Regions from separate parts of the Mus musculus genome. Here regions 1 and 2 are each linked to region 3. A link is a contact called in public HiChIP or PLAC-seq and promoter capture Hi-C data. All regions are on one chromosome and are shown on one strand. Each heading gives the region's core, a stretch centred on a gene start, on an enhancer-like site or on the middle of the called end of the contact. The rest is flanking DNA. Distances are from core to core; before and after follow the strand shown.

Region 1 (2,821 bases), core at 285-2,784, 750 kb after region 3:
AGAGGTGGTGGAGCAGAGTGAAAAGTCATGAAGCCCTTAAGGAGGCAACACTTGCAAAGTCTTAGCTCAATCCCTGTGGAATACCAGTTCCTGCTGCACTTGCTGTACAATGAGTCTCTCCCCAACCAGCAGCCACAATCACAGCATTTGCCACAAGCATCTCACCAGAGCAAGCACAAACTTCGGCCAGGTGCTTCAATCTCTAGAACTGTGAGGTAAATATACTTCTCTTAGTCCACAAAGTACCCAATCTAACAAGTATTTTGTTATATACTCATATTAAGTTAATTAACAAAACTACTTCTGATGTGGTTGCCCCGTTTATATGCTTCAACTAATGCAATTGTTTGATAGAAGCAAGCTCTGTGGAATGAAGAAATTATCAACTTTGGAGAATTCTCCTGAAATAGTCTATAATTTGAGGATGCACTGTCTTTACGCAATATGAGGTTGACCTCAGGTTACCTACTCTAAGGGACAAAGGCTAGATTATTACAGAAGATGGAAAGCCAAAATAACCCTGGAAAAGACAAAGAAGGTATACTGCTCTCCTGTCAAGACAGTAGCCAGTTTATGACAGCTTTACTAATAGATCTAAAGAAAGGTTAATAACTGCATATTAGGTATGAAGGCATAGGTTGCCTTATTCAAAAGAAAAAAGTGTTTGACATGTCAGAGTTGATTGAAATCAACACTTGATTTAGTGGGTAGTGGGTATGGTCAGTGCCATTCTTCAAGATACATCAGTCTCCTGCACAGGACACAGATGAGTCAAATGAGCACATTTTAATAATGGCCTCGCCGGGTGTGGTGGCACATGCCTTTAATCCCATCACTTGGGAGGCAGGGGCAGGTGAATTTCTGAGTTCTAGGCCAGGCTGGTCTACAGAGTGAGTTCCAGGACAGCCAGGACTACACAGAGAAACCCTGTCTCAAAAATAATAATAATAATAATAGCCTCGTTGAGAACACTCCTCTGAGTTAAAATCTGTGCACATAACAAATAAAAAACTACTGAAAGCTATTTCAGAGTCAAGTAGTCTCAAAATATACACAGTCCCGTGCACTCACCAAAGAACGTGCAATCCTTTCATTATCAACTCTCACTTCGACTACTTGTCCATCACTGCTATACATGTATTTTATCCCCTAAACATTTCCCATCTGTATCACCTACAGCCACCACCCTTGTCAAACTTCTTCCTTTACCATCCCTATTCACTTGTCCTTTTTCTAATTTTTCTACACACTGTATGCAGAGTGCATGAGATGAGAAGCTAATCGAAAGCCAAAGGCGACTTGCTTGTTTGCAACTCAGGGACCTTGCACAGAATCACTCCTAATTAGTTAGAAAGTATTCGTTAGCCTGCTGTTTGCATGGAATGATTATTACTGCCAAGTTGTTTTAAATGCAAACAATGATGTTTTGTCCAGAAACCTTGGGGAAACAATAAATAATAGGTTAGTTATAGGTACACATTACAGCATTCACTTTAAGATTCAGCATGCACACAGAATGCCTCGTCATTTTCCACAGACCTTGGAATACCAATAACGCTCTACAAACAAGCTTTTGTCTGATCCCGAGATTCACTGAAGATTAGCTGGCTTGAATATCAGAAAGGAGTTGGAAGTCTGAGCCTTTGTTCCGACTGAAAAGCTTTTATTATTAACACAAAGATACTCCATTGATTTTTTTTCTACATCATAATTCTAGCTAATATTGACTTACATCTTTGGCTTCATATGCACATTTATATTCAGTTAAATCAATTTCTGGCCAGAATTTTGTCACACAACCTCATCTATAGATGGGGCTAGTAAACACTGCCTAGCTGAGTACTCAGAGAGAAAACAATAGAATAGATTAAAATGTAACACTGTGGTGAGTAAAACATTAGGAAATTCAGCTGTATAATGTCTGCTGGTTTTTGCATGTAGTTAATGCATACAATATGATGGTTTGCTATGTATATGTAAAGTAAGCTGATTATTACAGCCAAGCTCAAAAAGGCAACTGTGTGTTTGCATGTGTATATAATGAAAGGAAAGAAAAGGGCTGCTATAATATGGTGCTATGTACAATGAATATATAAATATATATATACATATGTATATTACTGGAACATGATAAATGCAGCATGTTACACACTATTTTCCATCACTCTGCACTAAGCTTTAACTAAAAGAGATTTAAAAAGGGGGGTTGGAGGGACAATAGAATAATAATAATAGAATAACAGAATAGAGAATGTTGGAGGGAGAATAGACTTCCATCTTCTGCCTTCTGTGTTAGAAGGCATTCTTGAATATCTGAAGACAGCAAACGCGAGAGCTGCTGTGCCTCGGTTTTAATGCCAAACTCCTGGGAGTAGCAGTGTTAGAGTTCCTTCATCTATAATGGAGACAAGTATAGGCAAGCTTCCATAAGATCCCAATAAGCTTTCATCTCCACACTAGATCAGGTCATGTGACTAATAGCTGGATCCTTCCATAGGCTTTTACCATCCTTTTAGTGATAAACCTGGCAACTGTTGATTTCATAAATCTAGTCCCAAGTTACTATCCCACTGGGGTTTAGACTGTTGAGCCCCAATCACCTAGCACACTGATGCATTTACAGTTCATAAGAGCTCAGTTTACAAGCACCCAAAAAGCCCTTTTCATATCTGGATTAGAGTCTTCATAATACTTTTACATTCTCAATGACTAAAAACAATTGCCATACCTTAATAATACCTCTGCTTCACACTAATGTACTACACATACCCTTAAAGAAACAAGAATGTGACACAGTTGTTAACAGCTCCCAGATCTGTTT
Region 2 (3,046 bases), core at 366-2,865, 880 kb after region 3:
TTATTCTTCTGTCCCAGTTATTGTTCTGTTACTATGAATAGACACCACGGCAAAGGCAGCTCTTACAAAATAGGGCATTTAATTGGAGACTTGCCTACCGTTTTCAGTCCATAATTATCATGCAGGGAGCATGCAGACAGGCAATGATGCAGGTATGAGGCAGATGAAGCTGAGAGCCTCATCTTGATCGGAAAGGAGAGGAGGTGGGAAGAGGCAAGAGAGAGCCAGGATCTTATGGGTGTTTTGAAACCTCTAAGCCTGCCCCCAGGGATTCACCTCCTCCAACAAGGCCACACCTACTCCAAAAGGCTGCAGTACCCAATCCTTCTAATCCTTCCAAATAGTGATTAAGCATTTAAATATATGAGCCTGTGGGGACATCCCTATCACCCCCTACACCTGCCTTCTCTCTTTTCTCTGGTTCAACAAGCAACAAGGCATTCCCAATATTCCTTTATTAGTCCCTACTTGCTGAGCACTATGTGCTCTGTGGGGGGGGGGGCAAGCATTTTTTAAAAAAGATTTATTTATTTTTATATATTTGAATACACTGTCGCTGTCTTCAGATATACCAGAAGAGGGTACTTGATCCCATTACAGATGGTTGTGAGCCAGCCACTATGTGGTTGCTGGGAGTTGAACTCGGGACCTGTGGATGAGCAGCCATTGCTCTTAACTGTTGAGCCATCTCTGGACCTACCAAGCATTTTTTTTTTTAATGCACGATTTCACTTTCACTTCTAAATAACTTGCCCACCAAGACCCCTAACTCTTGGCCATTACGCTGGTTTCTTCTGTTTTCTACCTCCTAATATGGGGCTCTTGTGAATTTCAACATTTCTAACAGTTAAAAAAAAAATCTGGGAAGAGCAACCAAGAATAGTTAGCAAAGGCAAGTCTGAGGATAACAGCTTGGGAGAGCTGCAGGGCGGGATTGCACTGGCTTTTCAAATTCCTAATTTCCAAGAGCCACTCCCGTTCACTTAGCCATCCCCAACCGGTCCCACTTTTAAAGTTCTTTTGTCCCTGTGGGCTAACTTCAGGGCTGGAACGACTCATAATCGCAAGGAGGAGAAAAGCCCCAAGTATTTGTTAAACCTGCCGCCTCAATTTATAGGTCTAGTGTATACAGGGGCGGAAGAAAAGCCTCTCCTGAGCCTTCAATAGGAACCTAGCCATTCAAAAAGAAGGCAAGATATTGGCGGGGCTCTCTGATCGCCCTTGGAAACACGGGTGCCAGGAGGTCCCCACCCCTGACCACAGGATGCGGTGACTGCTGGCTAGTGGTGTGTCGAAAGAAACCTAGCTCAAGGTTTAGGGAGAGGGAGCAATTCCGGCCTGGAGCTGGGCTCTGGGGAGGAGGGCGTGACTGTTTCAGCAGTGAGACTGGCTCGCTGCTTCCCAGCTCACAAAGCGATTTAACCAGGAGTCGGGAGAGCTGGAGGTGGCTGCTAGCGCAAGCAGGTGTACAGCGCGCAAGACCGCTGGGACTGGAAGGTTCCTTAGAGGGGAGTGGGGGTGGGGAGGGGGGGTGGGACGCGGGCTGATCCCAGTTTCCATGGCAACCCCAGGGCGCCAACACTGTGGGCTCTTGCTTAGGGGCTCCCGGGTGCTGCCGGAAGTGACGCGTTCACCTGCCGAGCTGGGGCGGGGCGCAGAGGTGCCTTCGCTGCTGCCACCGCCGGGAGCCAGTCGGGAGTGTACCAGGCTCTGGGAAAACCAGGGCTCCCAGCCGAGATCGTTTACCTGCAAGCCACGACCCGGCCGGCAGCTACCATGGCGCGCCTACTGTGCTTCGTGCTCTTGTGCGGGATCGCGGGTGAGTTGCGGCACCTCTCCGTCCCAGTCGCTTGCGCTCCCAGCTCGCGGCCTCCCGGGAACAATGGGGCGTGGGGGGAGGGGGCGGCTCAATTTGGGGGGCGCTGCCGTGGTAGTGGCGGATGGGCACCCATGCACAGGGTGATCTGCCCCGGACCACGCGCGCCAGCCCGGAGAATGCATCGGTCCCCGGGAGCGGCGCAGGGGGCGTGAGGCGTCTGGGAGGCAGCGGAGCGGGGACCCGATCGTCCGGTGGCGGTGGCGGAGGCTCGCCCAGGGGCGTGTGGGGCGCGCCTCCAGGGCAGCTTACCCTGGGGACCATTTGGCTTTATCTGCCCTTGTCTGTTTCCCGCGTCTGCCTGGGTGTTGTGTGCCGCCAGCCTTCCCCGATTTCCAAGCTCCGGGCTGCGAGTTTTTAGGTATCGGGTAGTCCAAGCCGGGGAGGCTGAATTACCAACGCCATTATTTGAGAGAAGACTGAGCCGTTCGGTGTCAGTCGCCCTGGCTACCTTTAGGAAAGAAGCACCGAAGCTGCTGGTTTTTAGTCTCAAAGAACAGGCTAGCTCGACCCAGCAGCTCCGAGACGAGGTATTAGGAGCCGAAGGTCTGAAATCGCTGTTGGGGAGGAGTTAGCCCGGGTTTGTAATAAGTTGATTTTTTTTTTTTTTTTTTGTATGATGATTGACGTTCAGGTGGTGAGGCGTGTGGTGGTAGAAATCGCCCAGTACATCTTTCAGCTGCAGAGCGTCTCTTTCAGGAAATAAGGCATTAAAAAAAAAATGCCTGGACCCCAGGACGCATACGCATTCTAGCACTTAGAAATTAATCTTTTTCTAAGTGTGTTTTTAACAAGTCGGTCTCATTTCCTAATACTAAGCAATTGGAGGAATTTTCGAGCCAAGTGAGTCATGTAAAAGATTTACACGTTCAACTCTGGGAAGCACGCACGCGCACACACACCGTAGCCTCCGAAGAGGATTGCTTAGGATTGCGGGAGTTGGGAAGGTTGTTGGATCTGCCTCAGCTCTACTGGGATGGCTCTCTCTGCTTCCTGCTGAAATGTTAATTCCATTGTTGGATGCCACAGCTGTGGACATTACTCATGGGATCAACATTCTATTAACAAGTCTAATCTGTGGAGCTGAGGCTACCACACCGCCTCCACCTCCACCTTTTTTTTTGGATACAGATCTTTTAGGCTTGGCTGAAATTTCGAAATTAAATCTTG
Region 3 (3,010 bases), core at 108-2,607:
ATTGTATGACTGCTTAGTTTTTCTGCAGTAGCACAGTAATCATATGTTTTAATCGTAAGTGACAAATCACAAGGCAAAAGGGAAATCAGATATTGGAAGCCATAGTAAACATCTGTAAAGTATCAAATATCAAGACCAAAGAGACTTATTGCTTATTGATATGGCATGAAAATATACTAAAGTTTTTTGCTAAAACGTCGGCACAGAGGAACAAAGCCTTTGTAGTCAATGTGAGCTGCATGTTTTATTTATCAAAATAACAACACTATTGTGCAGTAAGGAAAGAAATATAGAACAGCTACATGTGAGGGCATGTATGCCTTTGCTCCCTTCACTCAGACAACATGTAAGTAAACTCACTGCATTTGAATTATTCACTGCAGGGTTTACAATAAGAAATTTATCTGGTAAATTGAAAAGACCTCAATTAAGAAGCATGCACAAACTCACACTCATACACAGTCATATACACACATGCATGCTATGGGTAACTGTAAAACAAGAGATAGTCCATCAGAGCTTAAGAGAGAGAGGGCAGCCTGGTTTCCAGCAGAAGATGACTAGCAGGCAGAACCTCGTAGCTTTCCCTTAACACAGGGCAGTTACTTCGGTTAACTTAGAAAAAGAATGGAAAATACAAAGCATGTGATTTCCAGGAATAGATAAACCCAGACTCACTGCTTAAAAATTAATTGCAGATGGGTTTATATTCCGAGTTTTTTTTTTATGGTGCCTGAATATTTATAAAGTACATGGTTTGCTTTTCAGTTAATTTAAAAACTGACCTTTGTACAAATAGAAAGGAAAGCATTTTTTTTTTTTGCATCTAGAAATAAAATGTACAGAGGTCAAATGAAACTATTTTCATTTAAGCTAGAACAAAGAAGCTAAAGGAAACAAAATATCTGGTCAAACATGTACCTGTGTTCAACCCTCACAGAATGCTAACCAGAATCTAAACAAACAAAACAAAACAGAACAGAAAAAAACAAAAACACCCTCGTAAATCATTTGACCCTAGGAACTTTAAAGGAAGGAAAAATATTATCTAAGGTATAGTAAGTTTATAAAATAATAGTTACCTACTTTTGCAGCCAAAAATAAACGTGTGCTGAAAAATATGATTGTTGCATGTGCATCCCAAAGAGAATAAAAATCCATCTAACTCCTCTTTCTTCATTGGTAGAGGGAAGAAGCAGCTTTGATTGCTTTTAGGTTTCTTCCTTTCCACCCTTGCTGCCTAGTCCCTCTTCTCGCCAGTGTATCTTTATGTTAGGAGAAACAGAACACAATCCCAAGACAGACATATTCAAAATAAACACTTCCGGGGCCAGAGAGTAACAGGCTTGCTGCTTTTCTTTCTAGCTTCTTTTAATATGAGTTTATACGTTCTGCCACAAAATTCAACTTGTAAGTAATCCTGTGGTACTTCAGCCTAGATGAAAAGAATGCTCATTGTGAATTATATTTCATCTGTCACAATAACCTTTTTTATTCTGCCCTGGACCTCCCCCTTGCCTTTGGCAATTAGAGAAAATATGTATGCCTTTAAGTATGAAGTACTCGTTTCTTCAAATCCAACCAAACCACTCCTGATGACAGTCACAGACAGACAGTGCTTTCAAATCACCATGCTGGGGAGATGCACCCAAGACATCCTCAAGCTACCCAGTTTCACAAGGACACGGTGAAATTGGGCATTCGGGAATGAGCAGGTGCCATAAGTCTCATTAACATCAGCTGCTGGTGAGCAGCAAGGAAATTTTAGTTATATTTAAAAATTGAAATGCAAAAACCTTCTAGTTACTTTTTTAGTTAAATCGTGCCCGGAGACAGATATTATCAGTAATATTTACTTCAATATATTAAATCATAATGATTTTATTTGTCATTTGTACTTTCCTAAGCACAAAATAAGTTATGTGCTTTTAAGTATATTTCAACACTTCCAATTAATATTTTTGCTGATGTTTAAAGAAGGAGAGAAAGCAAAGAAAACACATTCCTTTCAGATAGAGTTTAGCAGACACTGTCATTCAGTTTAAAAATCAATGTGTTTATCCGGTTTACTTACTCTTATAAATTCACTGAAATCACCTTGAGAGGCTCAAGTTCACCTTTCTGGATTTAAGCCTGTTAAATAACAGACACCATCAAGTCGTCCCCGTAAAAGGATAACTTAGATGCTCGGCTTTATAGGGTGTAGTAAAAGTTAGCACACTTCTACCTACAAAGCTACAAAAAAGACCTTAAGACAGCTACAAAGGAAAACAGAGGACAGGAGAAAAAAAAGTTCCGTTTTCACAGCAAAACAAAAATCCCTGCTTGTACAGTATCCCAGGCAGTCTCCAGAACAGCTGGATAAAGGCATACGAATAATTTAAGCCAACACAAAATTCATCAAGTATGAAGAAAGAAAGAAGGAGAAAAAAAAAAAAACCAACTTGAGACTAAAATGAAAACCTTTTGGCCCACAGCACAGGTTGGGCACAAAAGTGCTGGCTAAGCTATCTATTTCACACATGCAACGACAGAAGGTTCGATATTCATTCGATCGATGAGTGAAAAGGCACAATGGCAAAATCAGACAGACTTCTTTTCAAATACAGATCTCCAATGTCCCCCTCCAGTCTGCAGCTGCACGGCTGGTGGTGTGGCTCAGACGGAGCAAGGGTTACATCAAGGCTGCTCTCTGGACCGTGCAAACAGTCTAGACCAATGACCTGCAGCATCATGCCCTTTGAAGAAGAGGCAAGTTCGGTCATGATGAAGAAGAATCGAGGCGTACCCCCTTTTAACAATAGGGAGCAGCTCGAGGCTGCAAAGAGGTAAGCAGGGTAAGAAGAAAACAGCATCTGCTTCCATGGTTACAGGCCAACTATGAGAACCTCGCTTTTCAAGGGAGTCTGTTCTCAGGCTCCCTTGTGGGGTGTGCTGTGCATTGTAAGAGAAGGCAGGTTCAGCTGAAATCGCAGAGTTATTTCAGAGTAAAATGATACGGAGCACATGG

Evidence for each region. Promoter capture Hi-C pulls out the DNA fragments that hold promoters and counts their contacts. HiChIP or PLAC-seq counts read pairs in DNA pulled down with a chosen protein or histone mark.
Region 1: a contact with region 3 is called in an H3K4me3 HiChIP or PLAC-seq map of embryonic forebrain, with 5 times the contacts expected there. The contact joins the enhancer-like site here to the promoter of 9430053O09Rik in region 3. A contact is called at or near these places in 2 of 484 Hi-C or Micro-C datasets (cerebellar granule neurons and embryonic somatosensory cortex), 8 of 115 datasets of contacts at active chromatin or transcription factors (VIP interneurons, embryonic basal ganglia, embryonic forebrain and 5 more) and 1 of 9 other capture datasets (embryonic trunk).
Region 2: a promoter capture Hi-C map of hippocampal neurons shows a contact between it and region 3, with 5 times the contacts expected there. The contact joins the promoter of Cxadr here to the promoter of 9430053O09Rik in region 3. A contact is called at or near these places in 1 of 39 promoter capture datasets (hippocampal neurons) and 2 of 115 datasets of contacts at active chromatin or transcription factors (embryonic limb bud and neural tube).

What each region holds. Positions count from the first base shown.
Region 1 is chr16:78,169,552-78,172,372 of GRCm38.p6, forward strand. No RefSeq gene overlaps it. Among named protein-coding and RNA genes, the nearest start is that of Gm31495, 16 kb to the left of the region's middle. Within about 2 kb of position 1,535, at least 5 of the 459 cell types and tissues checked have an H3K27ac peak or open chromatin away from gene starts, as enhancers often do. A contact at or near this core is called in embryonic forebrain, where this site is marked.
Region 2 is chr16:78,300,056-78,303,101 of GRCm38.p6, forward strand. Cxadr (coxsackie virus and adenovirus receptor) reads left to right here and starts at 1,616. Exons shown (of 7, transcript NM_001025192.3): 1 at 1,616-1,819. The coding sequence starts at 1,777.
Region 3 is chr16:77,419,025-77,422,034 of GRCm38.p6, forward strand. 9430053O09Rik (a long non-coding RNA gene) reads right to left here and starts at 1,358. Exons shown (of 4, transcript XR_003951960.1): 1 at 1,087-1,358. The region is part of intron 2 of Mir99ahg (Mir99a and Mirlet7c-1 host gene (non-protein coding)); the gene reads left to right.